Linked DNA regions of Hordeum vulgare: region 1 is linked to region 2. The links are chromatin contacts, called in public HiChIP or PLAC-seq maps. All regions are on one chromosome and are shown on one strand. The core of a region is the stretch at or near the end of the contact, and the rest is flanking DNA. Distances in the headings are between cores, read along the strand shown. Region 1 holds the start of LOC123452711. Region 2 holds the start of LOC123452705 (60S ribosomal protein L4-1-like).

Evidence for each region. HiChIP or PLAC-seq counts read pairs in DNA pulled down with a chosen protein or histone mark.
Region 1: an H3K4me3 HiChIP or PLAC-seq map of embryo shows a contact between it and region 2, with 4 times the contacts expected there. The contact joins the promoter of LOC123452711 here to the promoter of LOC123452705 in region 2. A contact is called at or near these places in 2 of 6 Hi-C or Micro-C datasets (leaf and seedling) and 1 of 1 datasets of contacts at active chromatin or transcription factors (embryo).

What each region holds. Positions count from the first base shown.
Region 1 is chr5H:547,966,280-547,971,117 of MorexV3_pseudomolecules_assembly, reverse strand. LOC123452711 reads right to left here and starts at 2,571. Exons shown (of 7, transcript XM_045129421.1): 1 at 2,377-2,571; 2 at 1,179-1,471; 3 at 1-21. The coding sequence starts at 2,379. It overlaps LOC123452712 (U3 small nucleolar RNA-associated protein 18 homolog), which reads left to right and starts at 2,847. Exons shown (of 2, transcript XM_045129422.1): 1 at 2,847-2,954; 2 at 3,091-4,838. The coding sequence starts at 3,104. The coding sequence ends at 4,756.
Region 2 is chr5H:547,705,572-547,710,525 of MorexV3_pseudomolecules_assembly, reverse strand. It overlaps LOC123452705 (60S ribosomal protein L4-1-like), which reads left to right and starts at 1,929. Exons shown (of 2, transcript XM_045129413.1): 1 at 1,929-3,073; 2 at 4,254-4,616. The coding sequence starts at 1,973. The coding sequence ends at 4,367.

The sequences.
Region 1 (4,838 bases), core at 1,322-3,821, 260 kb before region 2:
CTTTTACATTCTCCTTCACAGCTACATAAAATAGAAGACATAATCAAATTATTGACTCGATAAATCTACCTATGTGCTAGAAGTTTATAACTGGCCCGAAATGAATTCTCCATGGAAATACTGGAAAATGTCTTATTTGTTCGATTTGCTGGTTTTTTGGCAAATCCCCAAAACACAGCAGGTTGAATTCCAGTAAGAAGCCTTTTTTTCCCTCTCTTCCATGTTATTCTCAAGTTTTTGATCTCCCTCAACCGCGCAAGAACCATTAGTTCTTGAATTCTTTTGAAATAGTTTCCAAAACAAGATTAAAAAAAGGCTGGTATTACTAATGCCGGTACCTACCAGGACATCTGGGAAGCTGGTTACAATAGTAGTAACCGGCATGAAACACAAATTGCTCCAAAGATACCATAGCACAGAGGTTATTCTTGAAATAATCAGATGATCAAAGCAAATAATGAAGGCTAAACCATGAGAGTAGGTATATGATCTATTGTCAAATGTCAACAAATCGAAATTGATAGCCCTCACGCTATCAGTGCCCAGTTTCTTTCAAGGAAAAATAGTAGAGAAATTTACGTTTACAATCTCCAACAAAAATGATATCTTCTAGTGTCTTTAACATGACATCTGAGAGATCAGTATATATAACACTTCCTTTGGGACCACATGTTATCTTGTCCTATTAATCTGTAGCTCACTCACTCCCTACAGTAGTATATTTATTTTGGACGAAGTGCCACACTCATACCATATGCATGGATAGCCCCATTGAATTACATGTCTTCAAGACTTTTGAACTTGCTACAGATTCATAGGACAAGATAACATACTAACACCCGTCTCCATTTTTGGTTAGTTGAAGAAGTAACTCTAATTAAAACCACTTGACTAACACAGATCGAAAGCTTTCAATTGTTTTTTTAAGAAATTCTCAAACTTGGCTTTCAAGGTTCTACATTTACATTCTTTCAAATACTTCAGAAATATGGAACCACATTAATTTGTCTGAAACATGGACGAAGTTAAGGGCATTACAGGATTACTAAATGTATTAATTGACTATATTGGGGATGTTTGCAAATTCAAGTCTTTTACAGAAAAAGAGAAATCACAAAACGGTCCACCCATAAAATCAGTAGTGTTTTTGGTCATCAACTGAAGGAAGCACAACTTACCATAGCAAGTTCCCCCCATTGTCACATATTGCACACAAATTATCAGTAGCATCACCACCACCATCACCATCATCATCATTGTCAATAGCATCACCATCATCGTTGCTATCGTCGTCGGTGCAGCTGTAATCATCACTGCTCTTGTCATCACCACTACCATGATTGTGGCTAGAGTCATACTTGCAGATATAATCATAATCGTTTTTGTCACTGTAATCATCATCACCATCATTGTCAAAGTCTTCTTCGTCACCACTACGCATTGCAACAGTCGTCCGTCTGGTACGTAAACCCTGTAAAATGGGAAAATTGAAATAAGAAGTGAAAACAATGATACAGCGGCAAGACTTCAAAAACAATTTAGAGATCTCAAAGATGCATATCTAAGGTTATTCTCAATAAGCCTTTCTACCGCCCATTGAATTATTCCTGGAGGTATTCTCAATGAACAATTCAAGAACTTGTGAATGCAAAAAAAAAAAAAACAGTCATGGTCATGGCACAACCCCCCATTGAATTAAAGAGAACATTCGTAAACACTAGCAGAGTTCCTAGTCACTGAAAATAATAACAATGTAACTCCTTGGAATGTTCCTGGGAATTTCGCCCAAGCAGATTGGATTCAAAGGCTGTTGTAGCTGCGCTCGACAAGAAGGGGGTACAACCAGTGCAAAGGGAGGCCAGGGAATATTATCTGCTTTAGACATGGTGCTCCATGCCCTTATATAAGGCATGTAAACAAACCTTACAAAGGAACAAACTGGGCTAATCCCTGATTTCAGGGAAACATGTCCAACTGAAAAGAAAACCAATCCATAGCAAGAAAGGCCTGTCTTTTTGTACTACATTGAAACCCTAGTGCTAAATTTGCTGGCTTAGAAAACAAACCAATCACATCCTAAACAAGTACTGTACAGTACAATCTACAGGAGGTCAGTGAAGAAAACATGTCCAAAAGGTTCCATCTTCCAACAGGCAATTTGCACATAACAACGAAACAAGAGTACAATTGCGAAAGGAAGGATGATCTTTACACTTGGCAGGGTTATTATCTTGGGAATCTGATGAAATGCGATCTACGTAGCACTTGGGCATTGGATCATACAACAACGCCGCAACTTCCCCCCTTCCTCTGACGCGCGGCCCTAAATTGGCGAGCGGAAGCCTGATGAGAAGCAACAGAAGATAGGGGACTCACCATATCTCCCGGCGCCGAGCCGTAGCGGTGCCGTCAGTCGTCGAGATTCGGGAAGGGCAGGGCAGGGCGAGGGCGCTCGGCGGAGGTTGGGGAACGCCGGTGAAGGGTAGGTAACGGTCGCGGCGGAGGTCGGGACGGGCAGCCCCGATGCGGTGGACGGCAGTAGGGGCGGGCGGCCGGCCGGCGGCGCTGGGCGAGGCGGGGAGAGCAGAAGGTGACAGTTTCTTCTTCTCTTTTTTTCTCTCCCTGGTAAAATAAAATTAGGCCAACTTCAGGGTTTTCCTTTCAGGTGTTGAGGCGGGCGGGCTTCAGGTGGGAGGGCCTCGCGGGCTCCTTGATGGGCCCAGTTGCGGTCCAGGTGACAGCCCTACCTTGTCTGTGGGCCGAATTTGGGGGAGCGGCCTGCCTTGCCTACTAGAAGCAAGCGATCGACAGCCCTAAATTTCTCCAAACCCCCGCCGCCGACGCCCCAATCCCCCAACCAAGCACCACGGCCTCTACCACCCCCGCGCCGCCGCCTCCGTCTCCGTCCCCGCCGTCGCCAACCCGTCCGCGGTGCCTGGCCGCCGACCCTCGAGGTACGAAGCTCGCTATCCCGTTTTCACCAAGCGATTCGTTCAATCCCACGGACCCTCACAACCCATGGATCCATCCTCCTTGCGCATTTGCGGCCGGGGTTAGCACCGTCGCCTAATCCGCTGGTGTACTCCGCAGGACTCCTCGCGCCATGACGAGCCTGATATCCCAGAACGCGCTCCCGAAGCGCCGGCTGGAGAAGGGCGACAGCAGCAGCGACGACGAAGAGGCCATGGGCTCCCCCGTCGCCTCGGACGCAGAGGCTGGGAAGAAGCCCGGGCCGGACGGCCGCAAGAACGACCGGAGGAGGAAGAAGAAGGCGCTGCAGGCCAGGCTGAGCCAGGAGGCCGACGAGATGAAGCTGCTGGAGAGCTCGCTGTTCGGCAACATCTACGCGCCGCTCGAGTTCGGCACCGAGGCCGCGGCTGCCGTGCCGGGTCGTGGCCAGGATGAAGGCCCTCTGTTCTTTGTTGATCGGTCTGCCGGCGACGACCTGCCCGTTTATGAGGAGGACCTGGGCGGTGAGGATGAGGTGGTGGACAAGGGGAGGAAGCCCGCCTGGGTGGATGACGAGGAGGATAGCACCGTGGTGGACATCGTGAAGGTTGCGAGGCTCAGGAAGCTGAGGAAGGAGGCTGATGAGCGCGTCATCTCTGGCAGGGAGTATGAGGCTAGGCTGCGCGGTCACCACGCCAACCTGAACCCTTTCACTGGCTGGGCGGATATGGACCGTAAGGCTCCTCTCCGTGATGGCGACTCCGACGAGGAAGAAGGTGGAGTTGACAATGTGCTTCGGAACAATCATGAGCTCGTTGTCAAGGGCACTGCTAAGCTCCTGCCTGGCATGCTGGACTACTCAAGGCTTGTTGATGCGAATGCCCAGGAGCCTTCCAGTGGTCCTGTCAATTCAGTGCAGTTCCATAGCAATGGACAGCTGATGCTTGTTGCTGGCCTGGACAAACATCTGAGGTTTTTCCAGATTGATGGCAAGAGAAACCCCAAGATCCAGAGCATATTTGTCGAGGACTGTCCAATTCAGAAGGCAGCCTTTCTACCTGATGGCTCTGAGGTGATCCTTTCCGGCAGGAGGAAGTTCTTCTACTCATTTGACCTGGTGAAAGCTGCTGTTAGTAAGATTGGACCCTTGACTGGGCGTGAGGAGAAAAGCCTGGAGAGCTTTGAGATATCCCCTGATTCAAGAACCATTGCGTTTATCGGTAACGAGGGGTACATTCTCCTGATATCTTCCAAAACCAAGCAGCTCATCGGAACCCTCAAGATGAATGGTAACGTGCGTTCGCTGGCCTTTGCGGATGGTGGGAACCAGCTATTGAGCAGCGGTGGGGACGGTCATGTTTACCACTGGGATCTTAGGACAAGGAAGTGTATGCACAAGGCTGTTGACGAAGGCTCCATGTCTGGCCTTTCCCTCTGCACCTCGCAGGACAGCTCCTACTTCGCCACAGGCTCCAGCAGCGGCATCGTGAACGTGTACAAGAGGGACGAGTTCCTTGGAGGGAAGAGGAAGCCGCTGAAGACGATCGAGAACCTCACGACCGAGACGGGCCAGATGAAGTTCAACCACGACGGCCAGATCCTGGCGATAAGCTCAGGCAGGGACAGGAACGGGATGAGGCTCGTGCATGTCCCGTCCTTCACCGTGTACCAGAACTGGCCGGGGCCTCGATTCAGCCTACAGTACCCGAGGTGCCTGGACTTCAGCCCAGGGAGCGGGTTCCTCTCCATCGGGCATGCTGGTGGAAAAGTTCTGCTCTACAAGCTGCATCACTATCAGAACGCCTAGGCTCACCTGGAGAATCCAGTTTTGACACTGTATTTTTCTGCTTTCAGAGAAAACCCATGATGTTATCTGTAACGCGATTCTT
Region 2 (4,954 bases), core at 680-3,179:
AAACAAACTCGCCCTTGAAGGTCTCACTTCGCGCTACATTGCCTGTCCAGCCCATATTGTTAGCTCGCCCGCTTCGCGCTTGTATAGCTTCTCTTGTTAGCTCGCTAGTGATAGCCGACAGATTATCTCATTTTTTCTTTTGTTTTTCTTTAGGTTTATTTGTTTTTCAACTGTTTTATTATTTTTTCTACATATATTTTCTTTATTCTTGGGTTTCTCTAGTTTTCTTGCTTTCTCTTTTCTTACTGTTTGTTTTGCTTTTTTCATTATTTTTCCATCGGTATTCTTTCCCTGTTTTCTTTTTTTTTCTTCATCTACTTCATTGTTTTTACTGGTTTCACTTTTTTCTTTGTGTATTTCTTGTTTCTCACTTTTTTCTATTCATTTTTGTTTGTATCTTTCTTGGCTTTGATTTATTTTCTTCATTTTTCTTTGTTTTTTATTGGTTTTATATGTTTTCATATATTTTATTTGGTTTTTCATTTTCATTACTTTTGGTTTTATTTTTTACTTATGATTTTTATTAGGTTTCTGTTATTTTATTTTTATCTGTCTTTTTCATTGGTTCTTTTCCGTTTAACACATGTGAACCTTTTCAAGTACACATTCAACATTTTTGGTACACATCCGAAAGATATTTTACATACACTTTTAACATTCTAAAATACTTATTTTATTTATGTTCTATTTTCCCCATACGCATCATACATTTTTGTTGCATATATATTTTGAGTCCATTTGTGTTCTTTATTTTTATAAACTTAGTTTCATGTTCTTATTTTCAAATATAAGATTAGAAATTTTGAATACATGTTCAATATTTTTCAATACACATTAAATATATTTTTAATGCCAATAATGATTTTCACACACATAATTTACGTTCTTATACGTGAGGAATATATTTTATATACATGTTTAGCAATTTTTAAAACCTAATCAGCTTTAAAAAATAATATGCTTCTGTATGCCTACTTTTATTTTTATATACACGTTGTACCTCCTCCTTCCCAAAATCTTGGGTATATTAGTTTTGCATGCAATTTCGTAATATAAGCGCTCTTCTCTCGTTCAGCTACAACCATAACCAACAATGCTTTTTTTCTGGAACATATCGCTGGCTGGGTCACTCGTGAGGTTAGCTGAGAGCGCTTCCCGCATTTGAGATTGGATCGCTCAAGTAAACCTGCGTTAACTTTCGTGGTAGAACTAATAACCCGAACATTATTGAAAGAAGGGAATACATTTTGTATATATATATAGAAACATTATTTTTCTACTCGCTCCGTAAACCAATATAAAAGCATTTAGATCATTGTTTTATTGATCTAAACACTTTTATATTAGTTTATAGAGGGAGCACATGTTTATTTTTTTGGTCGTTAAGTGTGTGTAAGTGCACGTGCATGAGGGCATTGGCTGTCTGCCACCGACAGGCTGGTCAAAGGAGGACAACGCACGCGTCTGCATCGTGTGTGCACAGACTCAAATCCAATCTAATTTTGAGCTTAAAATGGGTCAAAACGGACAACAAAACACGCATCGATCCATTTGCGTCAACGCATTGAACCGTGGTTTTCGCCCGTGCGGACAAAAATGGACGCTGGTGGCCCGTTGGAGTTGCCCTTGACTAGTATTTCATCTATATCAAAATAAATGTTGCTTATTTAGTATAAAATTTGTACTAGTTTAATTATAAATTTATGACACTTATCAGTTTTTTTTTTGCACGGTAAAAAAGGGAACTATCCGGTTGTCGATGGCCCGAGGAATTGTTTTTTTCGACAGAGAAATCTTTTTCTCAGGTCCATGAAGCATCTCGTGGCCCTATACGAAAACGGCCCAAGAGATCTTTTACTCCACCACTTTGCGGCCTTATAGCTCGGCTCCATTCGGCCATTCTGTCTAAACTCTCACCCCCATCGCCCAGTCCAGCCTCTCCCCCGCCGCCGCCGCCGCCGCCTCCGCCCCCATGGCCACCACCGCGCGCCCGCTCGTCTCCGTCAAGGCCCTGGACGGGGACATGGCCACGGACGCGGCCGGCGTCCCGATGCCGCACGTCATGACGGCGCCGATCCGCCCCGACGTCATCACCTTCGTCCACAGGCTCCTCTCCTGCAACAGCCGCCAGCCCTACGCCGTCTCCCGCAAGGCCGGTCACCAGACCTCGGCCGAGTCCTGGGGCACGGGTCGCGCCGTCTCGCGTATCCCGCGTGTCGGCGGCGGCGGTACCCACCGCGCCGGGCAGGGAGCCTTCGGCAACATGTGCCGTGGCGGACGCATGTTCGCGCCCACCCGGATCTGGCGCAAGTGGCACCGCCGCGTCAACATCCGCCTCCGCCGCGTCGCCGTCGCCTCCGCCCTCGCCGCCACCGCCGTCCCCGCCATCGTCACCGCCCGCGGCCACCGCATCGAGGGCGTCCCCGAGTTCCCGCTCGTCGTCTCCGACTCGGCCGAGGGCATCGAGAAGACATCCCAGGCCATCAAGGTGCTCAAGCAGATGGGCGCCTTCGCTGACGCCGAGAAGGCCAAGGACTCCGTCGGCATCCGCCCCGGCAAGGGTAAGATGCGCAACCGCAGGTACATCAACCGCAAGGGGCCCCTCATCGTCTACGGCACCGAGGGCTCCAAGATCGTCAAGGCCTTCCGCAACCTCCCTGGTGTGGATGTTGCCAACGTCGAACGCCTCAACCTGCTCGACCTTGCCCCTGGTGGCCACCTTGGCCGGTTCGTCATCTGGACTGAGTCTGCCTTCAAGAAGCTGGACGAGGTGTACGGCTCCTTTGAGGCGTCTTCCTCCAAGAAGAAGGGCTTCGTCCTCCCCAGGCCCAAGATGACCAACGCTGACCTTGGCCGCCTCATCAACTCTGATGAGGTCCAGTCTGTGGTGAAGCCCATCAACAAGGAGGTGAAGCGCAGGGAGGCCAGGAAGAACCCTCTGAAGAATGCTGCTGCCGTGCTCAAGCTCAACCCCTACTTCGGGACTGCCCGCAGGATGGCAGTTCTTGCTGAGGCAGCACGTGTCAAGGCCAGGAAGGACAAGATTAACTCCAAGAGGACCAAGCTCAGCGCGGTAAGCTCTTTTTCTTAGGTTCACACAATTACAGATAGTTTATAGTATTCCTGAGTACTGGTTGAATATTCGTACTGAATTTTGATTAAGTATTTATGTTTAGTTGGATGTAGCATAACATGGTGGTTTCAGCTTATATGATAGCAATTCTGTCCATGTCCATATGTTTGTAGTGTTGTATGGCACAGGTTTTGATTAGTTGCAGGTTTAATGTTGTGTTCACCGTCAAGCTGCGTGTCTTGATTAGTTAGTTCTTATTCTTTTGTATACTTGCTGCTTGTATAATGATGATTGCTTTATATGTATGTCATGTTAGTTTCCCATAGATTGTATATGCAATTTCTGCAACTGTTTGATATGCTTTGATGTGCTTACGTTGGCATGCCATGCTGTTTAATTAGCATTGAAAAAAATGCAAGTCTGTAAGCTGATTGTTATTTGCTAATTGCATGCCTAAAACCCTTCATTATCTAGACGATCCCAGTTTGTGATCCTTTCTGTTTAAACTGTCTTATGATTGACTGTTGTATGGAGCAAACACGCAGATTGTGTGTTCCTTGCATAGGCTCAATAGTGTATTTCTGTGGACTTCAGTTTTTAGTTGCATGCTTAATCTTTTGTATTCATAGTGAAGGCGCCTGTCTTAGTTTGTTTGTTTCTAAGTATATTTGTTTTGTGAGCCTGATTCATCAATATGGATAATTGTGTTACTCTTCCATCCATACATTGTTGTCTAATAGAGCACACCATATGCAATTGCTATGTTGTTATGTTCTGATACATTAAGTTTTGGCTTGCCATTCTTTGAGTATGTACTATGCTTGTTTTCTTCTAAGCTCGATTGCTTTTTAACTAGTCTTACTTTGGCACTGAATGTTCTTGAAGGACATAAACTTTTTTGCTATACTGAAATCTGAGGTAATATTGTTTTACCACTAATCATCACTGCATTTGAAATGTCCTGTTATATTAGTGGTGCTTTATTAGTTTACAAGCACAGGTTTGTTGTGGTTAATATTATTGCTTGTTAAGTATTAGTATTCCTTTTCATGTTTGGTTGCTTGAAAACTGTTCGTTTATCTCCTGTGCCCCTGTCTAAACTTCTCTGTTTTTTGATGATTAAAATTCCTATTATGCATATATTGTTCTTGTACTGAAGATTGAATTGTTGTTATTGTAGGAGGAGGCAACTAAGATCAAGGCTGCTGGCAAGGCGTGGTACCAGACCATGATCTCTGACAGCGACTACACCGAGTTCGACGTCTTCTCCAAGTGGCTCGGCGTCAGCCAGTGATCCATCTCGTTGAAGTAGTAGCAGTTTTATCATCCTACCTTGAGACCCTAAAGTATGATTTTGTCGTTGTGCCGTGTTATGGAATCTGAGACATCGTATGCTGTTTATCTCGAGTGTTTTATCTGTGGACGCCTTTTGCGAGACATGTTGTGTGACATGCTTTATCGTCTGGTTGCTTGTTCAGATTCTGAGTCCTGTTTTTCATATATACTCTGTTATGAATGCGAAATAATTTTCGTAATGGTTAAATTATGCGGTTGGCATCTGTGTTTCTTTATGAATTGTTTGCAACGTTTTTAGGATGTTGCATTTTGCAAAAACAAAAACAAAAAAACTTGTTATCTTATGGGCTCTTGCATTTTACAAAAACAATAAACAAAAAGACTTGTTAGCTCAGATTTTTGTCACAGCTTGTCCTTTTGGTTCCATTCTTATGGGGTGGGGTCTGGATAAGCTCATGGGTATTGACCATTTCTCTCCTCAGAGAAGAAATTCCCCACTTCACAAACAATTGTTGTTCTTCCAGTCGCTTGCTCTGCTTATTCCTTTCAATCCAGCAGCCGGGCGCTCTCAGATTCGTAAGCATT